3 separate regions of the Mus musculus genome follow, and all the other regions are linked to region 2. Evidence: chromatin contacts called from public HiChIP or PLAC-seq and promoter capture Hi-C data. All regions are on one chromosome and are shown on one strand. Each heading gives the region's core, a stretch centred on a gene start, on an enhancer-like site or on the middle of the called end of the contact. The rest is flanking DNA. Distances are from core to core; before and after follow the strand shown. Region 1 holds the start of Isyna1 (myo-inositol 1-phosphate synthase A1). Region 2 holds the start of Unc13a (unc-13 homolog A). Region 3 holds the start of Kxd1 (KxDL motif containing 1).

The links. HiChIP or PLAC-seq counts read pairs in DNA pulled down with a chosen protein or histone mark. Capture Hi-C pulls out chosen DNA fragments and counts their contacts.
Region 1: a contact with region 2 is called in an HNF4G HiChIP or PLAC-seq map of pancreatic cancer cells. The contact joins the promoter of Isyna1 here to the promoter of Unc13a in region 2. A contact is called at or near these places in 1 of 39 promoter capture datasets (embryonic stem cells) and 1 of 115 datasets of contacts at active chromatin or transcription factors (pancreatic cancer cells).
Region 3: a contact with region 2 is called in a promoter capture Hi-C map of liver, with 2.0 times the contacts expected there. The contact joins the promoter of Kxd1 here to the promoter of Unc13a in region 2. A contact is called at or near these places in 1 of 39 promoter capture datasets (embryonic stem cells) and 2 of 9 other capture datasets (adipose tissue and liver).

Annotation. Positions count from the first base shown.
Region 1 is chr8:70,592,591-70,595,834 of GRCm38.p6, reverse strand. Isyna1 (myo-inositol 1-phosphate synthase A1) reads right to left here and starts at 1,354. Exons shown (of 11, transcript NM_023627.1): 1 at 1,292-1,354; 2 at 1,087-1,215; 3 at 851-1,012; 4 at 564-696; 5 at 281-474; 6 at 1-130. The coding sequence starts at 1,206. It overlaps Ell (elongation factor RNA polymerase II), which reads right to left. Exons shown (of 12, transcript NM_007924.2): 12 at 2,977-3,244.
Region 2 is chr8:71,670,004-71,673,067 of GRCm38.p6, reverse strand. It overlaps Unc13a (unc-13 homolog A), which reads left to right and starts at 1,311. Exons shown (of 44, transcript NM_001029873.2): 1 at 1,311-1,442. The coding sequence starts at 1,421.
Region 3 is chr8:70,521,854-70,525,163 of GRCm38.p6, reverse strand. It overlaps Kxd1 (KxDL motif containing 1), which reads left to right and starts at 1,984. Exons shown (of 5, transcript NM_029366.2): 1 at 1,984-2,101.

The DNA.
Region 1 (3,244 bases), core at 105-2,604, 1.1 Mb after region 2:
TTTCTGCTGTGTCATTGCGACCTGGGACCACCTCGCAGAAGCGCTCCGTATTGGCGGTCCACAGCACGATGACCTTATCCAATCCCGCACTGGATCGGAAATCTCTAATGTCCTTTCGGATTTGCTCCAACTGGGAAAGGAAGGAGGAAGATTAGGTGGAGGTTGTCTTAAGTTGTCCGGAGGCTTGGGCCCCGGGGTATAGGAATTATTGCCAAAGGGAGAGACCATGTGGCCATGTAACAGGTGACAGTAAGGCCTGGGAGTGGGTCGAGGACCCCACCTGTTGGGCACGTGTGCCAGGGATGAGGTTGTCCGCACGTGCTGTCTGGTTGGCAGCGATGAACTCAGGAATGTAGACTGAGGGCCGCGGACGCAGGCTCTCCATGTGGGGCCACAGCTGTTCCTGCAGACCGCAGTCCAGGACCTGCGCGCGCCGCATGGCCTCGGCCAGGTTCAGCGACGAGATATCCCAGCCTGGGTTGCGGGGACCCTTAACACAGGACCCATCCCGTACCCTGGGCCCTCCCACACTTAACCCCATCCCGTCCCGAGGCTTTGCCCACCATCAAACACCAGGTCGTTGGGGGCCACCATGGGTAGCAGCGCACTGAAGGGCACAAACACCTCCCGGCCGTTCTCATCCAGACCCAAGTTCACGGTGCCCGCCTGGGTCAACGATCCATAATAGTTTGCCTCCTGGGAAGGGAGGGGGTGCGGCAAGCAGAGCAGGGTGTTGAGGGGCTGAGGGGTCCGGCTTGCTGAGACGCGCTAGTCCAACAAGCCACGCCCCTCCCCCAGTTCTGCTCGCCACACCCCCACCCCGTATTCTCCTAGTAGCCACGGCCCCCACCTTGCGACCTGTGCGCGTGGGCCAGGTTAGGCGCAGCCGATTGGCCAGAACAGCAGCAGTGAGCGTGGAGCCGTTGTTCCCGCCCCAGCCGACCAACATGACCCCGAGTCGGGGCACCTGCCGGGCGGTGCGGAAGGTGAAACGCGTAGCCCTGGGCTGCACCTAAGGAAGAGTTGGGAGTGAGTCGCGGGACCTCGGGTTCCCAGTGTCCTCCGCCGCCCGCGCCCCGCGCGCACCCGCAGCACGCCGCCCTCGCGGCTGACGCGCGTTGTCCGGTACTCGTAGCGCGCCTCGATGGTTTCGGGGCTGTAGACCACGTCCGGGCTATCCACGAGGATCTCGGCGGCGGGCTCCATCGTGGCGAGCTGTGGGCCAGAGCCAGTGAGCGCGGAATCACCACCCGAGAGCCAACCTTACGGCCTAGGATAGGTTCGTACTTACCGGCCCAGAGTTGGATCAGACTGCGGCAGCGGACAGCGTGGGCCCGAGGGCTCTGGGGCAGCGAAGAAAAACGCCGATGCCACGCCTCGACCACGCCCCTGATGGGCGTGACTTGCGACCAGGGTTCTGGGTGCTCTAAACCCAGGTAGCCGGAAGGAGTCTCAGGCGCGAGCGTCTTGCGCGTTACCTCGCTGCGCACCCTTGTACCACCAGGCAGCCAATGAGCGATGGCCACCGACAGGGAGGTGGGGCATGTCTGGTCGAGGGGCTTTTTGGGGGGGGGGGGGGTCTCAGAGCTGCTCGGCTGTCTGTCCCGCCCTCTCCCAGTCCTCCAGCTGCGATCACTGGCCTGATGGCCCTGCCCAGAGGAGGAGACAGAATGGGCAGGTCTACGCGGCCTCCCCCTGGGTAGGCACAGTGATAAGGAACATGGGAACTCGGCAGGCAGGCGGGGGAGGTGCCCCCAGAACTTTCCAAAACAAGTGGCCTCCTCCTAGCGGAAACTTTCCACAGCTGGAGCTGTGCCAAAAAGGTGGATTGTCCGAAATGTCTGCACGAAAATAAGAGGGGGCCCGCTCTGTGGGTGTCAAGACTTTATTTGCCGTTGCTAACACGAACCAGCCCAACTGAACTCATCCCGGTGAAGAGACTCAGGCAGGGTTCCCAGAGGAGGGGACTGTTGGGGATCGTTTTGATGTATGAAGGGGAGATTGTCATGGGAGAACTACAGGCGGAACCCGCTACACCCCCTAAAGTAAAGCTCCGGGGAGGGTCTCAGATGCAAGGGCTGAGGAGCACCATGGGGAAATGGGTTGTGCTTTAGATTGCTGCCCACTTTCTGTCCTCTTGTGGTGTGCCACAGTAGAAATGGCAGATTGTTTATCTCTTTTAGGTAATGAAACTGTCTGGTGGCCAATATCGGTCATCTCAGCATTTGGGAGGTTGAGGCAGAAAGACTGCACTGGGACATTCATTTTGCAAGGGGCTCGGGGCTGGGAGCAAGGCCGAGTCCCCAAAAGGGCCCTTCCCGGGAGGACATCCTTGACCAGGGTGGGGTTGGGGTCGCTGTAGCAGACTGCTCTGGTTGGGAGGTGCGTGGGGACAAGGGTTAGCCCTGGGCTCTGGGAAGGCGATGGAAGAGCATGGTCAAGCTGTTCCTAGGTAGTGAGTACACAGCGGCCCACAGGGTGCCTGACTCTCCTTCCACCCCCTCAGCTGCCTCAGAACTGTCAGAAGTCTGGCCAAGGCCTCAAGGGAGTCCTACTGACCCCAGCCCTCCCTCACAGGCTGCCTTTGACTTTTCCCTTTGAAAACAAACATGCTGCCTCTGACGCATGCCCAGCCTGTGCTTTCTGCTTGGAGCCAGGGGCTGATGGTGGCCATGCTCGGCCTCCATGGCCTCAGATGCTAGCTGGACTGACAGCTCTAAGAGACAGGTAATTCTCGCTGGGGTCTATTGTTTTTAAAAGGGTGTCAGTCTCAAGCAAACTTTCTGTCCCACCTATTCTAGTAGAGGGCAGCACCTTCTCACCTGAAGGCCTGGGTGCTGCAGGGGAGCCCACTCTGCCCATGCCCATGCCCAGCACTGCAGTGCTCACACCTTGCCAAAGCCCTCGGGGCTCTGGGTCAAGCTCTCACTTAGGGCTACCCCACCCCTACAGTGACATACTCAAACCACAGAGAGGTTAAATTCCATCAAATTTATTATAGACTTTGAAAGTTGGCGGTTCACCTGCTTTGTGTACAGAAGACAAACTCTAAGAAAGGACCTGGAGGCACCGCCTCTCTGTCAATTGTAACGTTTTGGCAAAAGTGAAGACTTTGTAAACACCAACTCCATGGCTCAAAGTAGACTTTCTCCACAGCACAGTTCAAAGGCGGGGAGAACACCAATAAGTTAGACCATGCTTAAGCTGCCAGCCACCACCTGCAGCCCCAGAGTGTGGCCCTGCC
Region 2 (3,064 bases), core at 62-2,561:
GCTGCTGATACATACCTCCAGGCCCTTCTCCAGGAGCTGCCAGTCTAAGCTGTGAGCTTAGGGCCAGTAAGACACTGCTACCAACAGCTACAATGATGAATAAGTGACCTGTGCATGAGGAACAGCATCCAGGGTTGTTCACTGGGCTTACATGCACAGGTGTGTGTGCTCAGACACACTCACATACACACACACTATCAGATACAGACACATACACTCAGACACACAGATACACAAACACACACTCAGACATAAACACATACAGACACACTCATACACACACACTTATACAGACACAGACACACAAGCACAAACACACTCACATAGACACATACAGACACACTCACACACACAGACACATGGACACACACAAACATACTCACATGCACACACAGGCACATGCAAACTCTGTCTTACACACACACACACACACACATTCCACACATGGAAAAAAATCAAGAAGCTCTGCACAATATCCCAGTGAGCTCCTCCTGCCAAGCCTGAAGCCATGAATTCTATTCCTGGAACCCACATAGTGGAAAGAGAATCAAGTCTGGAAAGTTGCCTTCTGATCTCCATGGGCGCTGTGATATGTGTGTGCCTCATTTCTACACACATAAACAATGTAATGTATAAAAAAAATTTTAGATTTATTTTGCTTTCTGTGCATGTCTGTGGATGGTTGGGAGCTACCATGTGGGTGCGAGGAACAGAAGGCTGGGGTCTCTGGAAGACCAGCTGGTGCTCTTAACCTCTGGGCAGCTCTCCAGACCCAATAAACGTGTGTTTTTTGTTTGTTTTGGTTTTTAGAGATAGAATCTCACTATGCAGACTAGGATGGCCACAGACTCGCAGAGATCTATTACGTCCATGGCCCGCAAGAAGTAAAGTTATAAAATGGGCAGAGATATGTGCCTGTGGTAGAGTATATGCCTCATACGGGGAAGGTAAGGCACATGTCTCGCAAGTGTCAGTACCCGGATTAAAAAACAAACAAAAAAACCAATAAACAAACAGCTTCCTGCGGCACTGAAGATGGGGAATTGACAGCAAATAGCAGTTCTGTTACCCAGGAGAATGTAAAACAAGAGCACAGGTTAGGTGGCTCAGAGAGGAAATAGAAACGTGGAGACCTAGGTAGGTGGAGCACGGACAGAAATACTCATCGAGGCTGAGCCAGAAAGCAAAGGGCTTTGAAACAGATACGACCTGGCCTGGACTCCCCGCAGTTTACGAGCCCTTTAAGGCGTCTGCCCGGCCCCGCCCCGTCACGCGTCTCCGGCTCCGCCCACGCCGCAGCGTCAGAGCGCGTCAGGCGCTGTCCGCGCCCCCGGTGCTGAAGCGACATGGCCGGCGGCCGGGCCCCGGCATAAGCCCTGAGCCCCGCGCTGCACCCGCCGCGCTCTAGCCGCCTGGAGTCATGTCTCTGCTGTGCGTGGGAGGTAGGTTCTGCGTGGACGCGGGAAAAGTGCGGGGTGTGCGTGGATGAGCCGAGTCGGGCTGCACAGCAGGGGGACCCCCGGTGCGCGCTTCAGGGCGCACTTGGATCAGCCCTAGGTGCTCTTCCTGTCACTCACACGAGTGGATGAGGGACTCGGGGCGCCTGTGTAGACGGTTTATAGGCCCTGGTTGGGGCTGAGGAGACGGCGGACCGTGCGCGCGAGGGTGGGGCGTTTAGGGGTAATGGGCCCGGACTGAGCGTAGGAGCAACCTCTCCGATCCCCAGTATGCCCTAAACAGTGCAGCAGGCTCCGCGGAAGCTCGTGGCTCCCTCTTCGCCTCACCCCTAGGGCTGGAGGAAGGGAAGGAGATGTGGGGGAGCAGCTATTTTGGGGCCAAAACGCCATCTGCACCGAGGCCCACGCCCAGGCCCACGCTCCGCATTTGGAGAGTAGGGAGGGAATAACGGGAGAGGTGTGACCCCTGCACCCCTCGAAGTTCCGGGTGGGGCTAGGCACGGCTGCCAGGTAACTCTACAGCGGGAGACCTTGGGCGACCGACTGGCCATGTAGCGATGCGTGCCGATACCGTTGTGAGCTCTAGGTTTGGAGGGTGGGGGGTGAACCCCCTACTCCCTTTCCCCTTCCCACCTCCAGGAAGCTGTGTAAGGAAGAGGGCGAGTCTCCATCCCCTCAGAACCCAGGCGGCGGGAGACCTGGGCGGCGGTGTGCGGATTTGAGCTCCGCGGCTGTGTAGCCCTAGATGGCCCCGCCCCTCTGCCCCTCCCCCTCCCTGTCCCCCCCTCCCCCTCCGCTCGCTGCTCCATTCACAAACCCGGCCCAGCCCGCCCGCGCCCCGCGGTGCATCGCTCTAGTCTGTTGGACGCGGGTGTTCTTAAAGGAGCAGGAACTCTTTTCTCTGACCCTGTGCCTCGAAGGTTCCGACTGCCCAGGATTACTGGGTATCCGCGGCTTCCAGACCTGGGAAGTAAGCGGAGCTGAACGTGAAGGGGATCCTCACCTCGGGAGCTCCCTGAATCCCGTGTCCTCCCATCCTGCCTCCTGGGGCGGGGGGGGGGGGGCGCGTCACCCCAACTCTGACGCAAACCGGAGGCTCAGCTGTGGGGGTGGAGGGCGTGCAGCCTAAGAAAGGAGGCTTCCAGAAAGCCAGGCCCAGGAGACATTTGTACTGAATTCCCTGGATACCATGGTGGGCAGAACAGGGAATGAAGGGTAGGGCTCTGGGGAGAGGAAACAGGCAGAGAGGTAGGGAGGTGCAGGTGGGGCCTGAGTGGGGCGCTGGGCGTGGTAAAGCTGGGCCTGGAGGTGTCCAGTGGACCTGAACTCACCCTCACAGTCAGGGAACACCTTCATTCCAACCACCCACGACCCTCCCCACGGACGCTTTATGGCTAGGGCTGCCATTGGATATATGGGGGCTCCAGGCTCCTCTGCAATGGAAGCTTCCATGTTGCAGATACAGATCTAGATTGTACACACAGGATGCTAAGGAACGTTTAGTATATACACATAGATAGGCAGGAGCTGAGGCTCAGTATGCATAGTGCTTGCTACAGTGCTCATAGCTCAGTTGGTACAGTGCTCATAACTCGGTTGGTATAGTG
Region 3 (3,310 bases), core at 735-3,234, 1.1 Mb after region 2:
AAACAGAAAACAGAAGACACAAGTTGCTTAGGGCTGGGTGTGGGTGGGTGGGTGGGTGGGTGGGGGGTGACAGAGAGTCAAGGACAGAGAGGAAAAGGAACTTGATGACTTGGAAGTTAAGAGCACTGGCTGCTCTTGCAGAGGACCTAGGTTCAATTCCCAGCACCCACATGGCAGCTCACAACTGTCTGTAATTCCAAGGATTCTTTTGATTTCTTTTGATCTCCATGAGCACCAGGCACATACATGGTATAAGGGCAAAATAGTCACACACATACAGTAATAAAGGGGTTACACATTTAAAAAAAAAATAGAACCAGGTTGCTAGGAAAAAATAAGTCTTCAGATCCCCCATCCCCACCTCACACCTCACGGGACAGACATATTGTGGTGCTCAAATAGAAGAACTGTCCAGATGATAGGTATGGTGCAGCAGGTCTTCATTCCCAGCCCCAGTGAAGCTGGGGCGGGAGGATAGACAGGAATTTCAAGGCCAGCTCCTGACTCATAATGTAAAAAGTAATTTGTTCTTGTATATTTTCAGTATCAGGTATACTTAGAATCCACCAAAGAAGCACAGGTAGCATGAGGTGCTAGACTCTTCCTGTCCTGAGTTGTCACTGCTGTCTGCTTCTCTTAGCACCCAGGATAGTTGTAAAGTTACAGGCACTGTACTATGTGACCCATGCCACAATCAGAGAAGGAATAGTCAGGCTCAAGCCTAGACGACTCATTTGATAAGATTTTAAATCCCTGGAATAGAATGGGGAATTTAAAGACTATGGTAAGGTATACAAAGATTGTAACTCTCTGAGTATCCAGTTATGGGAAAAAGCCTGAGGTTACTTATGATCAGGACTTTAAAAACTACTACGGGGGGCTGGTGAGATGGCTCAGTGGGTAAGAGCACCCGACTGCTCTTCCGAAGGTCCGGAGTTCAAATCCCAGCAACCACATGGTGGCTCACAACCATCCGTAATGAGATCTGACTCCCTCTTCTGGAGTGTCTGAAGACAGCTACAGTGTACTTACATATAATAAATAAATCTTAAAAAAAAAAAAAAAAACTACTACGTTAGCTGGCCATAGTAGTACATACCTTTGATCCCAGCACAGAGGAGGCAGAGAAAGACAGATCTCTGAGTTAAAGAGCAACCTGTTCAAAACACTAAAGGGCATTCCTGGACAGCCGGGACTACACAAAGAAAGGAGTAGGAGAAGAAAAAAAGAAATCAAATACTGCCTTGTTTGCAAGAAATCAGCATGCCAGCCTCTGCCTTTTTTTCTATGCTGAAATCCTTTTTTTGCAGAAGGCATATTAAAAACGGTTTCTCTTATTTGGACGTACAGAAAAAGTCCCAGAAAAACCAGAGATAAAAAGAGAAATCTTGTTTCATAAAACCAAAACTGGCCGGTCCTGGTGGCACAGGCCTTCAATCCGACCACTCAGGAGGCCGGTAGATCTCTATGAGTTCGAGTCTGGCTTGGTCTAAATAAGCAAGTCCAGAACAGGCAGAGCTCTGTTACACAGAGAAACGGTCTAGAAAAACCCAAACAAAACAAGTCAAATCCCTGCATCTCTTTCACCAGACTCTTTATTAGAGAGAGGGGATTATTTCTCACAATACCGAGTACCAGGCCAGCCTGGGCTACAGCGATACCTCAAAAATCTGAAAGTCACACATGGTGGCATACAATGGCGTACACGCCATTTCAGGATGACCAGGATTTTAAGGGTAACCTAGGCTCCATGGCGAGCTGGAATCCAGCCTGAGTACATATGACCTTGTCTTTTTGTTTACTTTTCGAGATAGGGTTTCCTTGTGTAACACTGGATTGATAAATAATACATTTAATTGCCCACTTCCGGATTGCTTAAAAGCCATGTTTGGGACACAGCGCGTGCGCGTATCTAGTGCTGCGATTGCTCATCCTTTTGGCGTTCACGTTAGGGCTTCTACAATTTGGTCCTCCCGCCTCCTCGCGGTGAGTACGCGCAGGCTCCTAGGCGCCAGGACAGGGGGCGCTCGTGGACGCTCTATGATGACGTAAGCGCTAGGGCGCCCTCCCGGAAGCGCGAGCCAGGCCGCCAGATGTGCAGGTGCCGAGGCTGGAGCCGCCGGGGCCGGGCAGGGCGGGAACTCGGGGCGTCAGGAGGCCACGGAGGGGAGGGAGGGCCCATCCTAGCTCGGGGACACAGCCTCAGTTTTCCCGGATTCGCAGCGATAGCGCGGGCCAATCTAGATGGAAACCCTAGTTGTGTGACCTGGAGCCCTGAGCGGCTTGGGGTGCGCGTGTACCTCAGTTTCCCCGCTCAAAGGGGCGGGGACCCCGTGTTTGTTTGAGTCACGCCTTATCTGGTTTGGTTCTTTTGTTGTTGTTGTTTCTCCTTCAGAGTTTGGCCGGAAGAGTTGAAGTCCGTTTAGAGGACTCGGGCCGGACGGCTCCTTGTGCTCCTACTGTGACCTTGAGGCTCAGAGCCATTCCAGTCAGCCTGACATTCCTGGGGGAGAGTTAGTGTTTCTTTAGATGATAGCTCAAATTAGCCTCCAGTTCCTGGTAATCATCCTGCCTCGGCCACCCAACTATAAAGAGAGTCATTAAAATTTTGAGATAGCAGCCCAGACTGGGGCCTCTGTCTCCTTGAAATGCATCTTCCTCAGTCTCTAAAGTACTGGGATGACAAGCGTGAGTTACCTCATCTGCTTGTGTTGAGTCTTGTTTTGGATTAGGGTCTCATTTGTTCCAGGCTAGTCTGTAACTCACAAAGCAAAAGTGACCTGAAACTTCTGCTCTTACTGTCTTCTCTAGCACTGTGCACGGGCAGGGCATTCACCACACCTGACTCTTATTTGTTTATTTCACGTATGTGCATACATAAACTGTCGCTGTCTTCAGACAAAGCAGAAGTGGGCACTGGATTCCCATTACAGATGGTTGTGAGCCACCATGTGATTGCTGGGAGTTGAACTCAGGACCTCTGGAAGAGCAGTCAGTGCTCTTGACCGTTGAGTCATCTCTCCAGCACGTATTTATTTAGACAGTCTTATGTGTCTCAATCTCGTCTCCCACTCATTATGTAGCGCAAATTAACTTTAAACTTACAACAGTCTTCTAGTCACCTGAGTGCCAGGATGGCAAACATGAGCTGTCACACCAGGCTTCTGTTTTAAAATAGGGTTTCATGCATCTTAGGGTGGCCCAAAACTCAGTATGTACAGCCCAAACTGACCTTAAGCCCTGAAGGACCCAGGGCTTCTGCATGCTTCCAGTTCAGTCCCAGACCAGGACTGATACCTGATCTAGAACA